4 separate regions of the Sus scrofa genome follow, and all the other regions are linked to region 1. A link is a contact called in public HiChIP or PLAC-seq and promoter capture Hi-C data. All regions are on one chromosome and are shown on one strand. Each heading gives the region's core, a stretch centred on a gene start, on an enhancer-like site or on the middle of the called end of the contact. The rest is flanking DNA. Distances are from core to core; before and after follow the strand shown.

Region 1 (4,671 bases), core at 1,224-3,723:
CCACAAACAGTAAATGTTGGACAGGGTGTGGAGAAAAGGAATCCCTTTTTTTTTTTTTTTAGGGCCGCACCTGCGGCAAATGGAAATTCCCAGGCTAGGGGATGAATGAGCTACAGCTGCTGGCCTACGCCACAGCCACAGCCACAAGCCACGCCAGATCTGAGCCACGTCTGCGACCTACACCACAGCTCACAGCAACGCACTGAGCAAGGCTAGGGATCAAACCCTCATCCTCATGGATACTAATTGGGTTCGTTTCCACTGCGCCACAGTGGGAACTCCCCTCTTATTAATGTTGGTAGGAATGTAAACTGGTTCAATATGAAGATTCCTTAAAAAACTAAAAATTGAGTTACCATATGATCCAGCAATCCTACTCCCGGGCATAAATATGGAAAAGACAAAAACTCAAATTTGAAAAGCGACACGCACAGCAATGTTCACAGCCACATTATTACAATAGCCAAGCCAATGTTCATAAATACACGAATGGATAAAGACTATGTGACATATAGATATGTGTGTGTGTGTACACACACAGAGGAATATTATTCAACCATAAAAGAATGAAATATTGCAGCAACATGGATGGACTGAGAGATTATCATACTAAATGAAGTCGGTCACAGAAAGACAAATATGTAGACTCTAAAAAATATTTGTCACTCATATGTAGACTCTAAAAAAAATGATACAACTGAAGTTATTTACAAAACAGAAAGAGACTCAGACATAGAAAACAAACTTGGGAGTTACCAAAGGGAAAAGGTGGTGGTGGGGAGAATAAATTAGTAATTTGGGATTAAAAGAAACATACTACTATATATAAGACAGATGAACAACCATATATATATATATGCATGTGTATGTGTGTGTGTGTGTGTATATATATATATACATGTCATAGGCAACGATAGTCATCTCGTAATGACCTATAATGCAGAAGAACTGAAGAAGCGTATTTTTTTTCACATATACATTTATGTATGTATAACAATTACTTTGCTGTACATTTATTTATGTATGTATGTATGTATGGAGGGTCCCAGCCTAGGGGTTGAATTGGAGCTACAGCTGCCGGCCTATGCCACAGCCACAGCAACACAGGATCCAAGCCGCGTCTGCAACCTACACTACAGCTCATGGCAACACCAGATCCTTAACCCACTGAACAAGGCCAGGGATCGAACCTGCAACCTCATGGTTCCTAGTCAGATTCATTTTCGCTGTGCCACGACAGGAACTCCACATTGTACATTTAAAACACTGTAAATCAACTATACTTCAATTTTTTTAAAAAAAGAACCACTGCCAGAAACACAGGAGTTTTCTCCAAAGGAGTGAACTGCTGAAATGTGCATTTCAGAAAAATTACCCAGGAAGCAGCCAGACCACAGATTTAAGAGCTCCTGATTGCCCTGTGTTCTTGGAGGAGCCTCACTGGGCTCCTGGACCAGAGGGGAGCATTCCAGACCCAGCCAGCCCCTCAACTGTATTTCAGCAAAGCAATTCTTCTTTCCTATCTTCAGCTGAAAGGTTCGTTTTGAAAATGCTCCAGAGATATTAGGGTTAAAAAAACAAAGCAGGGATGGGGAGGGGAAGGGTGGTGTCCGAAACACACAGCTGTAAACCAGAGACTGGAGGGGATGAAGCTAGGGGCAAATCACCAATGAGGAAGTTTTAACAGAAAAGTCACCGAGAAAGAGATCGTGGGAAAGGGTTCCCGAGGACTGAGAAGAGGCGCCGGATTGAAGAGATTTAAAATGTATACTTGATAACACTGAAGCCAAAAATATTGCTCCTTATTGTAAACTGGTCTACTTCAACGATTCTATCAAGATATTATTTACACGAAAGAAAATGTCATTAACCTTAGCCAGCTTCTGATAAACGGTGCGGAGCTGTGTCAGAACCCTAAGCTAGGACATACTTTTGTGGCAAAAGCAGTCGACTATTTTTAAAAGAGGATGGTACGGAGAAGGAAAGTCAGGGCAGAGGAAAGGATTTTGACTGCTCAAAATTTGAAGAGGCATTCACAGGCAGAGGTATACCCCGCCCCGGGGCGGGGTCTCCCAGGTTCGAGAGTTGCGAGTCCGGGAATGGGGCCCCGGGAGCCCAAGTCCCCGAGACAGCTGCGGAACGTGGAGGCGGCCACACACGAGGGAGCGGGGCGCTTACCTTTGTGCTTCCGGAAACAGATCACGGAACAGCTGTGAAAACAAAGCAACAGGCCACGTTAGCCCTGAAGGCCGCGCGGATCCTCCTCCGCCCGCAGCCGGTCCCCCAGGCTCATGACCCTCGGAACTCACTAGGGCACACGGCAGACGGGGCAACGGTACTTAGGCTTCTCCAAACAGATAACGCAGACAGCGGTTCTGCAATTGAGCGACGCCATGGTCTCTCCCGGAAACCTCTCCTTTCGCGGCGCGCCGGCTTCTCGCGCGGTCCCAAGTCCACGCCCTTCCTTCCGTTTCCTTAACCAGGACCAATCAGCGCGCAGCACTTACTGGCAGTCAAAAGCAGTGGATTGATCCTGCTCATTGTTCCAGGCATGAGAAGTTGAAAGTCGATGCACTCGACGCGCGCCCTGTAAGCTCTGGGAAGGTTTTCCTTGATTAGGTCATGTCGTCAAATAACTTGTTATGTAGCCTTGACCCTGTCCCTACGCGGCCGCGGAACTCGGAGCAAATCATGGTCACTCTCTACTTGAATAAATAAATAAATCTACTTTAAATAAATCTACTTAAATAAATAAATAAATAATATACGTGGGACTAATTGTCCCTTATCTTCTGGCTTAGACTTTCTCGATCTTGCACAGGTATTAGGTTCTCCCCACACATCTCATTTGCTTATCTTTAGCAAATGAGGAGTCCAAACCTGATTCAGATCATGTGACACACATGTGCCCTTCTCAGCCATTTTTCTCACAGAAAAGGAAGTTGAGGCTTGGCCAATGACAAATATTTATTGAGCTCCAATTGTGAGCACTTCACTGCCCCCAAGCGGGGCTGCGGACACCGTGGATTAGCAGCCACAGTCTCTGGAAGCTTAAGGCTTAGAGAGAAGGCAGGAAGGAGAATCCCTGGGTGGGACTGATTGGCCAGGGAACAAGTGAGTGGCCTCTGAGCCAAAGGTGGGGATCCTGGCCCAGACAGGTGAACTGTGGTGGGCTTTGAGTGACACCTCAGGCTTTAGAAGCAAAGTCACATTTTATTGGGAGCCCTGCTCCTCCTCAAAGCCCTGAGCATTGCCCAGCCTAACCAGGGTTTCACCCCACATGTGTGGTGCCCTCTTAGCGCCATAAGTCACCCCCCCCAAAGTCTCCCCCTTTCGTTGACCCATCAGCCCTAAGGATCTCAGTACTATACGCTCACACCACAGTCACAGTCTGCAGGGATGAATCTGCCACAAACAAGGTAGCCATTCAAATCTTAGCTCAAACCCCTCCCTGGCTATGTGACTTAGAGAGACTGGCTACCCGATCTCAGATCCCCCATCTGTTAGATGTTAAGGCTTACTTTCCTGAGCTGTCATGAGGCAGAGAGGAGACTGTAAAAAGGCTTTGTGATCTGAAGTGCTGCAAAGGTTATTTATGTGATATTGAGGGTCTGTATCTCTCCTGGACCTCTGGTCCTGACCCCATGTGAGCAGGTTCCAGGCCCCAAGTCCCTGGAGGCCAGGATCCTTGAGCTCAGGCCCCTCCAAAAGAGTTCAGCTGTCAGCCTCAGTGGGCCGTGCTGGGGTTGGGCTTGAGTGACTGAATATCCATCGCTCCTTTTGCTTTGCCAGATTGTCCCAAGAACGCTGTCCAGTCATCAGTGCTGAAGTGGTATTGGCCCCTCTGGCTGCCCACCTGCCCCAGCAGGCAGCTGCCCCTGCCTCCAGCCTCCAAATAGAACTTGGGCCAGGAGTTCCCCTGTGGCTCAGCAGGTTAAGGACCTGAGGTTGTCACTGCTACTGTGTTGCAGATTCAATCCCTACCTGGGAACTTCCAGATGCTGTGGGCAAGGACATAAAAAAAAGATAAAGAACTCAGGCCAAAATCCAGTGTTTCCACACTGACCAAAAAACCTGCAGGGTTCTTTTTATGGCTCAACAGTTGTGACCACTGCTGGTTTGAACCAGAAGTATTCCAGTATTCCAGTCCAGGCTTAATAGGGAAGGCCAGAGGTCAGTGACTTGTCCAGGCCACACTTGAATCCCATGCCCTGTCTGGCACCAGTACAAATTCTCCCATCATGGACATCACTTTGGCCACCCCAGACTTGTCCTGTGAGTTGTCTTTGGAGGCTAAGGACATGGAATTCTCCATGATTTTCAAAGGCTTAACTAGACTTCACCCACATCCATACCATGCTGACTTCCTACCTTTGGGTCCAGAGATGGTGACTCCAGCAAAAAGAAAATTCCTAGAGTTCCTCTCATGCACATTGCATTCAGTAAAAAATACTCCTTCTTCTTTCTATTCTGAGTGACCCCCAGCCTCCATGGACAGCCACACCCCTCCTGCTCCAAAGTCCAGAGAAAAATGTGGCTCTGCTGTGATGACAATGAGATTGGGGAAACCAAGAGGCAAAGGAAGCGTGGTACAGCTCCTCTAGGCAGTGACTAGTTCAAGGAAAGGCAGGTATGATTCCAGGCCCAGGAACTAGATGTCCACACTGGCAT
Region 2 (4,977 bases), core at 2,131-4,630, 400 kb after region 1:
CTACAAAAAGCCACCATTATCCCTTACTCTCAGCAGATGATCTTACCTCCTAATTCATAATAACCATTCTTTGCAAACTTACCTATGTTAATACTTTATGCCTTTAACTCTTTGTGTGTGTACGTGTGCATGTGTGTGTGTGTGTGTTTTAGGGCTGCCCCCGAGGCATATGGAGGTTCCCAGGCTAGGGGCTGAATGGGAGGGAGCTGCAGCCACTGGCCCTCACCACAGCCGTAGCAATGTCAGATCCGAACCATGTCTGCAACCTACACCACAGTTCCCGGCAATTCCAGATCCTTAACCAACTGAGCGAGGTCAGGGATCAGACCTGCGTCCTCATGGATGCTACTCAGATTCGTTTCCATTAAGCCACAGTGGGAACTTCACCTTTAACTCTTTCCATCTGATCTTAGAGGAAAAGTATTCGTTTCTGTCTTTTTAGGGCCGAACCCGCAGCATATGGAGGTTCCCAGGCTAGAGGTCATGCCAGAGCACAGCAACACAGGATCCGAGCCAGGTCTTCGATCTATACCATAGCTTGACAGATCGTTAACCCACTGAGCAAGGCCAGGGATCGAACCCACGTTCTCATGGATACTAGCCAAAACGGGAACTTCCAAAGTACTCTTTCCTCAACTCCAATTTAAGACTGATAGGCTCATTAAACATAAATATATTTATACATGTATTCTAACATTCTAACAACATTCACATTTGACCCTTTCTACATATCAATACCTCTCTCCGTTCCCTTCTTAGGGAGTAGTCAACATGCCTATTTCTCACCTCCCTTTCATTCCACAAGCCAGTCTCCTAAAGCTTTATGACTGTGCCGTCACCTGAAGCTACTGACAAAAATTAATAAAGTGACACTGGACTACGATGAATTGGGATGGGGGAATTTTATACTAGTATATTTTGTCTATGACCATGCCTGTTGATGGAAGTTGGGATGTCTGAAGGGATCTGATTATGAGTTTCTTCTGGGCTCTAAAGTGGAGAAAACTGGAAATTATAGACAGTAAGCAAGAAAGCAAGAACTAAATATTAGGTATGAGACCTTGATTAAACTACTTAACTTTCTCACCTATAAAACAGGGTTATGCCCTACTTTATAGTTTAACTGTCAGGATTAAACAAAGTAAGTGTATAAAAGCACCTACAGTTCCAGGCACACGCCCTCACTTTAGCACAGTGCCACATTCCCAACAGGCATACAATTATTAAAGAGTAAAAATGTACCAAAAAGACACCATATTAAAACATTGTGGACTACGTGCAACAGAAAATGTGGCAAAAGCACCACCTGCTCATATTCACTATTAATAATCTTCAAACGAAAAGCTTCAGTTAGAAGCAAAAGTTACTAGAAGATATCCAAGTACTTTGAAGGAAATCAACCACTAAATGTACTGTTTAAATTTCCAATGATTTTTTCTTTCCTAAAAAAAGTAAAAGATTACATACAATTTAATAAAATGAGTAGAGTTAGCACACGCGCAAAACTGCAGTTTCCCAGGTTGAGAAAGAAATCTAATCATCCTTCCTGGGAGGAACAAATCTTAAATATACAAAATGTCCTTAGACTAAAGTAAGTCAATGTATCAAAGGGGTTTGGAATAAAGGGAGATTTTTCTCTAACCTCTCCTCCCCGCCCCAAATAATAATATAAATGACCAAACTAAATATTCTCCAAATACCTAGGAGGAAAAATTTTTAATTGTTCTAATTGGTGTAAAGCAGCTGGATTTAGTGAAATGCAGCAAGTCAGCTGCTTTCTGAAAAAATATTCCAGGGTGGAGGAAGCGGGCAATCTTCCCAATGAAACAACTGCCATAAAACACTGTACATATAAAATAAGAACACACACATCTGTTAAATATCAGTTTACAATATTCCAGCCAACTTACAAATCAAGAGGAAGTGTTTAGATCTAAAAGATAAATCACACTTTACTTCTGGTCGAATTTTGCATAAGTGGCTACTGGAGTTATCCACATGGATTCAAGGCAAGGAGGACTGAATAAGTCTACTGTTCACACTCAAATGTGGGGGAGAGGAAAAGGGAGGCTCTGAGTCCATAAAGTTCTCCTCCCTCTCTAAACACTGCAAAACTGTCCACGTCTAAAGACACTTACCCTTGAAACTAAACTCCTCAGAGACTGACTAGGAGACTTTTTCTGATTTTTGAGGGGGAGCAATTTAGGAATGCTGCAAGACTACAACTTTCAAATATATGACCATAATTTAAACTCTAATTCTAAAGGTCCCCCCCCGAAAGATTTTCCCCTTCAAGTAGTTTAGCACCACTCCCATATTAATAGAACCCCCCACTCAATCCCCACTATAAACAAAAACCAAAGCTTTAAAGAATATGTGAATAAGGCACACGACTACTTCCAATAATTCCTCAACTCCCTCCAGATTAGGAAGAAAAAGGTGAAACGAAGGAACACGTAGCAGAAAAAAACACTTGGCAAGGAGGGCGACGGGAGGAGAAAAGTAAGAAGGAGGGGAAAAAGAGCAAAGCAAAAAGTCCAGCTGATGCTGATACTTAATTGGGAAGGGAGGGCAGAAAATATCCCGAAGACACAGGCTAGAAGGGAAGAGCTGAGTGGGTCGAGGGCGCAATAAAGTCCACGCAAAAGGCCTATCCAAAGGGGCCCCACTGTAGGAGGGAAAAGCAAAAGGGGGGAAAGACTCATTTCTTAGACGTATCAATCAAAGCCAAGGGTTTGAGAGACAGAGGGTACCAGATGGGTGTCCCTATACTGGACTCCCCAACACCGTCCCAGATGTCTTGGGAGGCGATCCTGCCAGGAGGAGCAAGGGGTTAAACGCGGGGGGTTCGCGGACGTGGAAGGGGGTGCGGCCCCAGGGGCTGCGGCAGGAGGGCAGAGAGCAGGCCCACGGTCGGTAGCCCACCGTCTGTACCTTGTAGTAAACATCGAACTGGATGTTCTCGGGCAAGGAGCGGATGTCTCGGCGGGAGCGGATGTAGTTATCCACGACAGCGGAGATGGCGGTGTTGTAGAGAGTCTCTGGGATCCACTCTAGTTCCACGGCCGCCATCTTCCTTCCCTCCTCCTCCGCCTCCTCCGCCTCCTCCTCCCGAAGGCCCCCGCCTCCCTCCGTAGCGAACCCCTCTGCGGCCCCGGAGGATTCGGAAAGACGGCGTTGGCCACGCGGGCACACGGCAGAAGGGCGCGGCCGCCCTGGCTCCTCCGGGTGAGCTGGGGGCGGTGGCAGCGGGCGCAGGCCCGTGTGCAGAGCTGGCCAAAGAGCCGAGACCAGGCGGGCCGAGGCCTCACATTCCGGATTTGAGAGCAGCCCGGGGTCCGTCCCAGCGCCGATCTCTGCAGGGGCGGGGCTGCGTGTGCGGCGTCATGACGTCAGCGCACGCCTACGCGCTGGAGGGAAGGAATGCGGCAGGCAAAAACTTGGGAAGCAAACAGCGGTGATCCCGCCTACGGGGACGTATTTTCCTAGGGGCCGAAGTTGGGTGGATGAGGGTAAACGTTTTTCACCCGGACGAGTTAAGACAGGTTTTTACCAGCTCCTTCCGAATCACTGGCTGCATCAGTCCTTTCAGCCAATCCTGCCTCCAGACTTCTTAGGCACGGAACCTTTCGAGCTCAGATAAAAGTTTGGAGGCCCAATCATCAGTCCATTGAAAATGATGCATGCAGGGAATTCGCATACTCTGGAAACCCGCCTTTAGACTCTGGTCCCTAAGTCAAGTTAGGAACCTTCGACTTAGGGGCTAGGGATCAGGATGGCAGGAAGACTTGCATTGTGTCACCATTTGCAGTGTTCGAATTCATGGTTCTTTTTCTAAATGAAACTTATTCTCCACCCCCCTAACCCCCAAAAAGGAAAAAGAAATGCTTTAGAATTTGGTGAGAAGGTTAGCCAGATTACAGAATTACAAATAGTGGTAAGAAAAAAAGGACTAAATGGTGGTTGCAATATGACTTAGTGGTGAAACAGAAATTAAGATTTCAACTTTCTCCTCTAGTTCTAGTCCCAGCCTCAGGGGATTGTTGGATAATTGAGTGTACATGTTTCACCTCCCTTCCATTCTCAGCCTGAATGTCTGCTACTTATGTAACTTAATTTTCCATGTCTGTGACTTCAAGAACTTCATGCAACATCTTTCTGCTCTAGGAATTTTTTTTTTTTTCTTTTCCTTTTAGGGCTGAACCTGTGGCCTATGGAAGTTTCCAGGCTAGGGGTCGAATCCGAGCTGCAGCTGCCACACTACACCACAGCCACAGCAATGCAGACGAGGCTCAGATCCAACATTGCTGTGGCTGTGGCATAGGCTGGCAGCTACAGCTCGGATTCGACCCTTAGCCTGGGAACCTCCATATGCCACAGGTGTGGCCCTAAAAAGACAAAAGAAAAAAAAAATCTGGATCTTTAACCCACTGAGCAAGGCCAGGGACAGAACCTACAGCCTCATGGAGTCTAGTCTGAGTCATAACTGCTGAGCCACAACAGGAACCCCTGCTCTAGGAATTTAACAAGGAAACCACTGGCCATTATTGGTGACACGGTCAATCTCATATTCATGCAATCGTTATGTAAAACCTGAAAACAATGATAATAATAATGTGCGGACGTTAAAGCTAAAAGAATTGGAAGTGGTTCTTCCAGTTCACCCTGGTATTTCAAGGTTAAATAGTTAAATCATTGGTAAGAAAGAAAGAAGAAAACATGTTTAGTCCTCTTTTCAGTCTATACCAGTTCTTACTCTGTACCCATGAACATGGGAAAGCTATGGTTAGCCTTATGGTAGAGTGCCAGAATTAGCAAGTAAAAAAAATACAAATGCTCAACTACATTTTTTTCTTTTTTTTTGGTCTTTTTAGGGCCACACCTGCAGCATATGGAGGTTCCCAGGCTAGGGATCTAATCAAAGCTGTACTGCCAGCCTACACCACAGCCACAGTTAGTGTGAGATCAGAGCCAAGT
Region 3 (5,060 bases), core at 1,353-3,852, 450 kb before region 1:
TCAGGATTGGTCTGTTTATCAGTCTCTAAGCAAAGAATATGAAATAAGCTTATCATGTGGGAGCCCCCAGAACTGTATCAAGGACTAAATCATGGATATCCTAACATGAATGACTGTTTCTTTTATATTATCTGTGGATTCTCAACATGGTACCTCTGACCTCTCTAAAGGAAAACAAATGGCATCCACTCAATAACCACCAAAGCCGGCCCTTTCCTCCACTCTAAGAAACTCACAATCCTTAAAACTATAAGCTCACATCCTCCTAACTCTTGCAGAGAACAGGAAAGCGCTATGAAATTTTTACAACGGCAAAAAATGAGTGTCACAAATTACAGTGACTGAGCAAAAAGTGAAAAATCAAAGGAAAAGGGTCAAAATTCATGAGCAGCATGTTCATCAGAAACAATGCAATTCAGGAGTTCCCTGTGGTGCAGTGGGTTAAGGATCTGATGGTGTCGCTGCAGCAGTTCAGGTTACTGCAGTGACGCAGGTTTGATCCCTGGGCCAGGAACTTCCATGTGCCTCGGGCATGGCAAAAAACAAACAAACAAAAAAAAGTATACCAATTTAAGAGCTCCAGATTTTAGATTCCTTATGAAGTGAAATTAAGTACTTAGAAGGGCTCTTTCTAATGCCAAACCAATGGTTTCTCCTAAGATAATAGGTAGGACATCCAGTTTTGCAGAGATCATTAAAAAAAATTTTAACCTAATAAATTAGGAAAGAAAGCAAATGTCTACTCACCAGATGAACCTGGCAGAGTCTGCTCCCAATGGTCTTCCTTCCAAGCTTTTCTAGAGGTGGTCTTGCCAGAATACCTCTTGTCTGTATCCAAGAAGGAGGCTGATGCCAGCTTTCTAATGGTACCCACCACGGGGAAATCGCCTTCCCCATCGTCCCCTTCATCAAACCTGTCAATCACTCTGGCAGCAGTGGCTGTGGGGAAGGGGAGGAAAGTAATCAGAATCTTCAGATTAGAAGGAACTTTAACGGTAACACTGGGTAACACTGCCGAGGCTTTGAATTCATACTTGAATGTCCTCTACAAAATCCCCACCATGGGAGTTCTCGTGTCTCCGTAGGTTACAAACCCAACTGAAGCCCATGAGGATGCTGGTTCAATCCCTGGCCTCGCTCCGTGGTTTAAGGATCCAGCATTGCCACAAGCTGCAGTGTAGGCCGGCAGCTAAAACTACGATTTGACCCCTAGCTTGGGAACTTCCATATGCCACAGGTGTGGCCCTAAAAAGAGAAGAAAAAAAAAAGTCCCCACCATGAGTTTCCATTGTGGTTCAGCAGGTTAAGGACCTTACCAAAAGCTGGGGGGTGGGGTAGGCAAAGATCGCAGATTCAGCCCCAGCCGAATGTTGCCGTGGCTGTGGCGTGTTTGCCTGCAACTCACATTTGACCTCTAGCCCAGGAACTTCTATATGCCACAGGTGTGGCCACTTTAAAAAAAGCCGCCAAGTTCCAAGAACAGCAAAGTCATTACCTCCCAAGGCAGACCACTTACTCTCCTGCTGCTGTTCCAGAACAAAAAGCTGACTCTCTGCATCTACTAGAAGGATTATTTCCATGTTTTGGATCATAGAAAACTGGTCTAATTCCTCTTTCATCTGTGACTGTCGCTCAAATATTTTAAGTCGGCCATCATCATGTTCTATCTTCACTTCAGCCCATCCCTCAGGGAGTTTGCTTATCCTAGCTAAACAGCCCCAGTTCCTTCAACTGCTTACTTCTAAGACACGGTCCAGCACTCACATTTATCCCTCCTTATTCCCCCTTCCTCACACTTCTCTGACTCAAGCCTAAAGCAGGATTAGACCTTGAACCTCATCTTACAGAACAGCAGCCTTATTCGTCAGCAGCTAAGCAAGTGTGTTGAGGACTAAAAAGGCTTAAATGGCACCACAGAAGCCTACTTCTTCCTTCATCCTCCAAGTAAGTTCTCAGGGGCAGGCAGAGTTGGAAAAAAAAGGGGGGGGGGGAATGAGACTTCCTTCTCCTCATTTCTAATGCAGTGCCATTAAAGACATCCTTAAAGATAACTTCCAACCTGCTACCAGACTCTGGCTCCCTGCTACAGCCCTGCACCAACAGTGAACCGAAGCCTGAGTCCTCCGGATGCTCCGCCCACAGGAGCACCAAGTCTAGAGTGAGCGTCAGGATCCCGAAACCCTCCTCCCCAGACCCGGGGGACACTCTCTGGGAGGCAGTTTTCCTCTGCGCAAGAGGAAACAGAGAAGGCTTGGCGGCGGGGGCCCAGCAGCTGGCCCTTCACACGCCGCCCAGGTCCGCACCCGGCACGGCCCACACACAGCTCCGCACGTGGTCTTGCCCCGGTCAGGCCTCACCCTCCTCCGGGTCCGCTTCAGGATCCGCTTCGCGCGGTCGCGGGTTCAACAACTGTTCCAGCTGTAGCGCCAGAGGCTGCGGCCCCGCCATGGTCACCAGGTCTCGCCCGCGCCGCGCTCGTGAATGTCGCCCTCTCCCTGCCGGGTCCTCCTGCCGGAGACTGCTCCCCAGCACAGCCAGGGACGCTCGGAGCCGGGCGCCCAGCTCCGGATCGGCAACTTCCGGGAGACTCGCGGGAGGGGGCGGGACTTTGTGCGTCACTACGGGCGTTGCTAGGATGAAAGCGGAAACGCCCGGAAGGCTGACGCGCGTGCGCGTGCGCCGAGGGGGCGTGTTGGGCAGCGCGGGAGCGAGCGGGAGCGAGCGAGAGCACGTGGCCGCCGCTGGCGCTGAGCCGAGACTGCGATGCGCGGTGTTTTTTTTGAGTAAAGTACGCTTGAAGATTTGTCTGAGATTGGCTAAAAAGTAAAGAATAGTGTAGCCGCGACCCTTGGTGGCTGATTTAGGGAGGAGGAGTAAAGAGTGAGCGCCTCGAGCTTCACGCGTGCTTTAGGGCACGCACAGACTAGAATCAAAAGCAGGTTTGGCATTTCATAATTTGGAGGAGTTTGGGGTCGGGCACACGCCCCTGACCCCGCGGTGGCCATGACTTGGAAATCCTGCCTCAGGGATGGGCTTGCGTAGCTGTGCAGTGGACTGCTGCATCCTTATTAATAAGAATAATAGAAGTCACTATGGCTGTGAATAAATAAAGGTCGATTCTGTAGCTTCTCCAGAGGAGCCTTGTCTGGGTAGGGAAATGGGGGTGGAGTGGAGATTACTCGTGCACACCAAAAGGTATTAATATCCTTGCTGTTCTTCAAAGATGAGGGCACACTCAGATGCTTGAAACTGGCGCACAAAAGCGGAAAAACTCAGATCTACAGTTCAAGGGGCACAGGTAGAGTCAAATATAAAGACCAAAGAAGAAACGGTAGCCAAGCACATGGAAAGATAAAATCCCTTCACATCCTCTTTCCCTCTTCAAACATTCCTTGACTGCCCACTATGTGGCAGGCGCTGTTAGATGAGATAGAGATGAGTAAGTGATTCTCTCCTGGTGGTGATCAGCCTAGGGGGCCAAACAAGTAAACAGAAACTGCAAAAAGGATTGATGAGGGTAAGTATAAAGTGGTCTGTCTTTCCAGGATCTGTTTGAGGTCACCTGTAAGGACCTAGAAGCCCCTAAACAGAAACTCCCTCAAAAGGATCCAGGAGACAGGGTTAGGGATACCCTATGCCCTGCTTGGGAAAAGCTCAGGCTAATTGGATCCCACAGCTGAACCGCCTGGGAAACCTTCCGTTCTCCAGTGTCTCCTGTGGAACCCAAGGGAACTGAAGGTCCCTGACTTCCCCAGTCTTCATAGGTCCCCATTGTTGAGAGCAAGAAGAGACCACTTGTCCTATGTCCCCTGTCTAGGAGGCTGCAGGGGGGAAGGAAGGCTCTCAGGGTAGACACCCTCAGACATGGAAGGGAAAGAATTCCAGGCTCGGATGGGGGGGTACCCTAGGCAGGGGACTGGGGTGAAGGAAAGTGTTTTGTTTTGGTTTGGATTTTTACCATCTGCAATAGAATTCAGTCCAGAAAAGAGCTCTTAAACAAATAAAATGGAACAAACAAACATATCCCTTGTAATTGCAGCCTGGTGCCCACGTCTGGGGCCTCCAGAGCAAAAGCATGACCATGCTGGGACAGCCATCACCCTTGGCTTCAAAGGACCAAAATGTTTTCCTCACCCCAGATTTAGGAAACTACTTCCCCCAGCCCTCTTCCCTCCCTATTTTGGACGCTAATACAGGAACCTGGCCTTGGGGTAAAGAAAAGGGAGAAAAGAAGGAGGGAGGTGAGGCAGGGCAGAAACAGCCTCTAAGCTGTCATGCAAACAGGGCACTGCTGGATGATTCTGGGCAGAAAATGCCTGCTTCCCTACCCTCCAGTCTCTGTCCTGGTGCCCACTGATTTGGGAAGCCTTTTGAGGACAAAAATCACACACATCCCAGGGCCCCTCAAAATGCTTCCCCTGCTTGCTCACCCATACTGAGGGTAGAGAGGGGATTCAGTGATCAGAGGAAAGGAGGGGTTCTAGGACTTTAGATGCAGCTGAGAAAAGCTGAGGCACAGGCAGAAGGGTAATCTTCTAAATCCCCTCTCTGGGGAGCCCTCCCTACTTGATTATAAGTTTTTGGAGAAGGGAGGAGGGGTTTCCTGATGGGATGGGCTATTTCTAAGACTCTACCTCCTAGAAGAAATGTAAACCTGGACCGCCCTAGTGATGTGAGCAGATGAGATGAGGAGGAGGAAGGGAATAAATGGGAGATGTTCCTAAAACAACGTCAGAAGGTCAGAGGGTCTCCCAATTCACAGTCCCTCCGCCTGCTGCCTGAGGGCTGCATAACAGCGGACAGATGTCAGAATAGCAGAGGATGGGGCAGGGGTGACATTACCACCTCTCCCCACATTGTCTGTTCACATGACCGGGACTTTGAAGAGTTTAGAGAAGTCAGGTTCTTACCTTTCTCTCTTCTCCCTTCAGAGATACTATGAACCCCCTCGTCCCAGACTCCTGCCAATCCCTATCCTGGCTCTCCAAGCATCAGCCTCCACCACCTGGTCTCGCCCTAAAGCAGTTCCCACTTTCCTCCAACCTGGAAAAGAGAGGTGG
Region 4 (5,152 bases), core at 1,364-3,863, 310 kb after region 1:
TTGTTACTAAAATTGCAAAGTCTGAGACTGATGTCATTCTCTCCCATTAGACAGGAATGCTCCCCGTGGGTGGAGACTGGGCCCATTTCACATATTTCTATATTCCCAGAGTCTAGCACAGTGCTCGGCACAGTGTAAATGCACAAGATGTATCTGATAAATTAATTCTCTACTTCATGCAAGGTACACAAGCTAGTCCTATGAAGACAAAGCCTCGCTTTCCTTCTCAAATGAGAAATTGCTTCCATTTCATCCAGCAGGTAGAGAAACGATGCCCTAAACACCTCCCCCTGCCCTACCCTGGGTGAGCGTTCCTCCTCCCTTCCCTGTCTCCCCCCACCTGCCCTAGCCCAGCTCTCTTCTGTAACTTGCTCACTTCTGCACCTGTAGCTGATAAGACAGAGTAGTGGAAAAGTTTCCAAAAGTAGTGGAAACCATTTATGTCAGTATTCCCTCCTATTCATCTGATGGACAGCATTTCTTGCCATTAGAATGACCTTGGCTTAGGGGGCTGCCTCCTTGGCATTCTCAGCTCTTCTCTCTAACCTAGCTTCTCCACTCCAGGCAAGCTAACAAGATCCCCTCCCTGCACACAATTCTTCCTTTTTTACCATCTCCATGACTTTACTGATGCTCTTCCCTCCACTGAGAAATCCTAACCCCTCCTTGCCAAGCCATTGGATCTGGCCTATAAGTTATATTTTAGGAAGTCATTCCTACCTAACACTTCTTCTTCTTCGTCTTCTTCTTTTTTTTTTTTTTGGTCTTTTTATGGTTGCACCCGTGGCATACGGAGGTTCCCAGGCTAGGGGTCTAATCAGAGCTACAGCTGCTGGCCTGCACCACAGCCACAGCAATGCCAGATCCGAGCCACATCTGTGACTTATATCACAGCTCACGGCAACGCCGGATCCTTAACCCACTGAGCAAGGCCAGGGATCGAACCTGCAACCTCATGGTTCCTAGTCGGATTCATTTCCACTGCGCCACAACGGGAACCCCTAACACTTCTTAATCTCTATGCTCTGCTTCTCACCAGCCCTTTGTATTCAACCTGAAGCCCAGAGACTTTGCACTTCAGGAAACTGATGGATTGGATGCATTTATGATACTTTCTACTAATCATAAACTCCTTCCGAATGATACTTAAAACAGTATGGAGATTCCTCAGAAAACTAAATATAGAACTACCTTATGATCTAGCAATCCCACTCCTGAGCATATATCTAAACAAAACTATAATTCAAAAGATACATGAACTGTATATGCATAGCAACACTATTCTCAACAGCCAAGACATGGAAACAACCTAAATGTCCATCAACAGATGAGTAGATTAAGAAGAGGTATACATATGCACCATGGAATACTACCCAGCCATAAAAAGGAACAAAATTATGCCATTCGCAGCAATGTGGATTCAACTAGAGATTCTCATACTAAGTGAAGTAAGTCAGAACGAGAAAGACAAACACCGTATGTTATCACTTATATGTGGAATCTAAAATGTGGCACAAGGAAGAGTTCCCTTGTGGCACAGTGGAAATGAATCCAACTAGTATCCATGAGGATACAGGTTTGATCCCTGGCCTTGCTCAGTGGGTTAAGAATCCAGTATTGCAGTAAGCTGTGGCATAAGTCACAGATGCAGCTCAGATCTGGTGTTGCTGTGGCTGTGGTGTAGGCTGCCAGCTTCAGCTCCAATTCAACCCCTAGCCCAGGAACTTCTATATGCCACAGGTTCGGCCCTAAAAAGCAAAAATTAAAAAAAAAAAGGTACTTGCTTGCTTCTCTCCCTTGTATCTGTTTTCCTTTCTTCCTTCTTCTTCTTATTTTTTTGGAAGTTACCAAACCAGGGGTCAAACCTATGTCACAGGAGCAACCCAAGCCGCTGCAGCAACACCAGATCCTTAACCCACTGCATCACAAAACAACTCCGGTTTTCCTTTCTTATGCAAGTGCTCAGGACAGAGTTCTGCACAGAGTTGCACTCGAGTTTCATATGTGATAGTTGGACAAGTGAAGCAACTATGGGTATTTCATCATGAGTGCAGGCTTGGAAAGGAAGCCAGTTTTTATCATATTGAAACAACGCAAGGGAGAATGTCTTTTCTGAGACCAGGATCCCAAATGCATCTCTTTTTTGTAGGTCAGGAGAATCCCATTTCTTTGCCAAAGGAGATAAATGAAGAGTCCTTGAAACACACACTGCCAGGAGTTCCCGTCGTGGCTCAGTGGTTAACGAATCCGACTAGGAACCATGAGGTTGTGGGTTCGATCCCTGGCCTTGCTCAGCGGGTTAAGGATCCGACGTTGCTGTGAGCTGTGGTGTAGTTTGCAGATGTGGCTCAGATCCCGCATTGCTGTGGCTCTGGCGTAGGCCGGCGGCTACAACTCTGATTAAACCGCTAGCCTGGGAACCTCCATATGACACGGGTGCGGCCCTAAAAAAGGCAAAAAGACAAAAAAAGCAAGAAACATACACTGCCAGGTGACACAAATAAACCAAATAATTACATTTCCTTAAACAAAAAACCCAGAACATAAGGATATGTGGGAACATACCACAGGTCATGTAATTTAGAGGTTTTTTTTTTTTTTTGGCTGCCTGCATGGCATGTGGAAGTTCCCTGGTCAGGGATCAGACCTGAGCCACAGCAGTGACCCAAGCTGTTGCGGTGACAACGCTGGATCCTTAACCCACTATGTCACAAGGGAACTCCAGATTTTTTTTTAATAAACTTTTTTTTTTTTTTTTTTGCTTTTTAGGGCCACACCCGCGGCATATGGAGGTTCCCAGGCTAGGGGTTGAATCGGAGCCACAGCTGCCAGCCTAGGGCACAGCCACAGCAACGCCAGATCTGAACCGCGTCTGTCTGTGACCTACACCACAGCTCACGGCAATGCCAGATCCTGAGCCCACTGAGTGAGGCCAGGGATGGAACCCGCATCCTCATGGATCCTTGTCAGGTTCGTTAACCACTGAGCCACAAAGGGAACTCCCTAAGAAACTTTTATTTGGAAATACATTTAGATTTACAGAAAAGTTGCAAAGGTTATATAGAGAGTTCCCATAATCTCTGTACTCAACTTCTATCTTTGTTAACATATCAGATTACCATGGTACATTTGCGAAAGCCAGGAAACACTTTTTTTTTTATTATTCCTATTATTATTATTATTAAAACTGCAGGCTTTATTTGGATTTCATAGGTTTTCCATTCATGTTCCCTTTCTGCTCCTGCATCCAACTCAGAACAGTGCATTACATTCAGTTGTCATAGCTCCCTGGTCCCCTCTAGCCTGTGACAATTTCTTGGTCTTTCCTTGGTTTTCATGACCTTGATAGTCTTGAGGAGGACTGGGCAGAGATCCCATAGAATGTCTTCCAGTCTGGGTTTGTCTGGTGTTTCCGTCATGATTAGACTGGGGTTATGGGTTATGGGGTTTTTTTTGGTTTTGCTTTTTAAATCCTGTGGCATTGAAGTGCCGTTTTCAGCACACTTCATGTCTGGGGGAACATGATACCCACATGACATCACTGGTAACATTAAGCTTCATAACTAGGTTAAGTGCAGTGCTACCAGGCTTCTCCACTGTAAAGTTACTAACTTTCCCTTTTCCTTCTCTATTCTCTGATTTTTTATTTTATTATTATTATTATTATTATTTTGTCTTTTTAGGGCCACACCCACGGCTTATGGAGGGTCCCAGGCTAGGGGTTAAATCAGAGCTGCAGCTGCCAGCCTACGCCACACCACATCTCAGCCGCATCTGCGACCTACACCCCAGCTCACAGCAATGCTGGATCCTTGACCCACTGATTGAGGCCAGGGATCAAACGCACATCCTCATGGATCCTAGTCAGGTTCATTAACCACTGAGCCACAACGGGAACTCCATGGGTAGCTCAGATTTTAACGGACATCAAGAACCATTTTGTAAAGAGAGAGGGGTAATTTGATCATATAACGGCCTTAGGTTTTATGGATTTACTCAAATATTCCTAATTCCAGAGGGAGTCCAAAAAGACAAAGAATCTTCTCAAAGTCTGACCCTCTGAACTACAGAAATAAACCAACATGTGTTAATGTCCACTTGTCAAGCAATGAAACATGACATAGCTCTAAAATTTTTAACCTATTTGAATGCAATTTACTGACACCTGAGATCTCCCAGCTCCTTGAAATCCAGAGAAAACGGATGCGTAGAGGGTAGATGTCCAAAGTGTTTCTCGAGGTTCCTCCATATTCCTATGAAGGGATATAGGAGCTGACACCTTGGTGTCACCTTCTGATTGGAGTTTTTCTTCTGTATCTTATCTTGTGGCTGTCCCTTTAACATTCCCTGGCAGCCTGGACTCCAAATAGGATCACCCAGCCTCTTTTTAGTTTTTGTTTGTTTGGGATTTCGTTTGGCCATACCAAGGCATGTGAAAGTTCCTGGTTCCAGGGATTGAACCTGTGCCACAGCAGTTACACCAGATCCTTAACCCACTGAGCCACCTGGGAACTCCTAGCCCAGCTTCTTTTTGGGTTTGGTTTTTTGTTTTTTTGTCTTTTTTTTGCCTTTTCTAGGGCCGCTCCCATGGCATATGGAGGTTCCCAGGGGTCTGATCAGAGCTGTAGCCGCCGGCCTACACCAGAGCCACAGCAACGTGGGATCTGAGCCGTGTCTGTGACCTACACCATAGCTCATGGCAACGCCGGATCCTTAACCCACTGAGCATGGCCAGGGATTGAACCTGCGTCCTCATGGATGCTAGTCAGATTTGTTAACCACTATGCCACAACGGGAACTCCCTAGCCCAGCTTCTTTTTGATTCATCTCATTCCCAAAGAAACAAAGTCCAAAGGCTATTGAGTAGACAGGAAGGGTTTCAATGAAGGGTTGCATCTGTACCCTACAGCAAATGAACGCAACCCTTACTGATCCTTTGGACCATCCTATTCCAGGAATGTCTTATTGGAAGTGCGGTCTCCAGCCAAGCCAGCCTCCAACTCACCCCATGGTGGCCCAGCTTCTCGACATCAGATTTCCTGGCTTCTGTCTCTACTGCGTCCCCCTCTTTCTTCCTCTCTCTTTCGGCATCCTTTTCTAGATCAAAAACGAAGACCAAATTCTTCTCATTTTCTCTTTCGAATTGTTTTAG

Evidence for each region. Promoter capture Hi-C pulls out the DNA fragments that hold promoters and counts their contacts. HiChIP or PLAC-seq counts read pairs in DNA pulled down with a chosen protein or histone mark.
Region 2: a contact with region 1 is called in a promoter capture Hi-C map of liver, with 2.1 times the contacts expected there. The contact joins the promoter of APPBP2 here to the promoter of ZNHIT3 in region 1. A contact is called at or near these places in 1 of 5 promoter capture datasets (liver) and 2 of 47 Hi-C or Micro-C datasets (heart right ventricle and liver).
Region 3: a contact with region 1 is called in a promoter capture Hi-C map of liver, with 2.2 times the contacts expected there. The contact joins the promoter of AATF here to the promoter of ZNHIT3 in region 1. A contact is called at or near these places in 1 of 5 promoter capture datasets (liver) and 2 of 47 Hi-C or Micro-C datasets (heart right ventricle and skeletal muscle).
Region 4: a contact with region 1 is called in an H3K27ac HiChIP or PLAC-seq map of alveolar macrophages. The contact joins the enhancer-like site here to the promoter of ZNHIT3 in region 1. A contact is called at or near these places in 2 of 5 promoter capture datasets (both in liver), 6 of 47 Hi-C or Micro-C datasets (embryonic fibroblasts, fetal skeletal muscle, retroperitoneal adipose tissue and 1 more) and 1 of 2 datasets of contacts at active chromatin or transcription factors (alveolar macrophages).

What each region holds. Positions count from the first base shown.
Region 1 is chr12:38,011,733-38,016,403 of Sscrofa11.1, reverse strand. ZNHIT3 (zinc finger HIT domain-containing protein 3) reads right to left here and starts at 2,473. Exons shown (of 6, transcript XR_306538.3): 1 at 2,310-2,473; 2 at 2,179-2,210.
Region 2 is chr12:37,612,173-37,617,149 of Sscrofa11.1, reverse strand. It overlaps APPBP2 (amyloid protein-binding protein 2), which reads right to left and starts at 3,380. Exons shown (of 13, transcript XM_013981135.2): 1 at 2,935-3,380. The coding sequence starts at 3,072.
Region 3 is chr12:38,459,351-38,464,410 of Sscrofa11.1, reverse strand. It overlaps AATF (protein AATF), which reads right to left and starts at 2,602. Exons shown (of 12, transcript XM_003131707.4): 1 at 2,358-2,602; 2 at 748-939. The coding sequence starts at 2,448.
Region 4 is chr12:37,705,667-37,710,818 of Sscrofa11.1, reverse strand. No RefSeq gene overlaps it. Among named protein-coding and RNA genes, the nearest start is that of USP32, 12 kb to the left of the region's middle. Within about 2 kb of position 2,613, at least 2 of the 83 cell types and tissues checked have an H3K27ac peak or open chromatin away from gene starts, as enhancers often do. A contact at or near this core is called in alveolar macrophages, where this site is marked.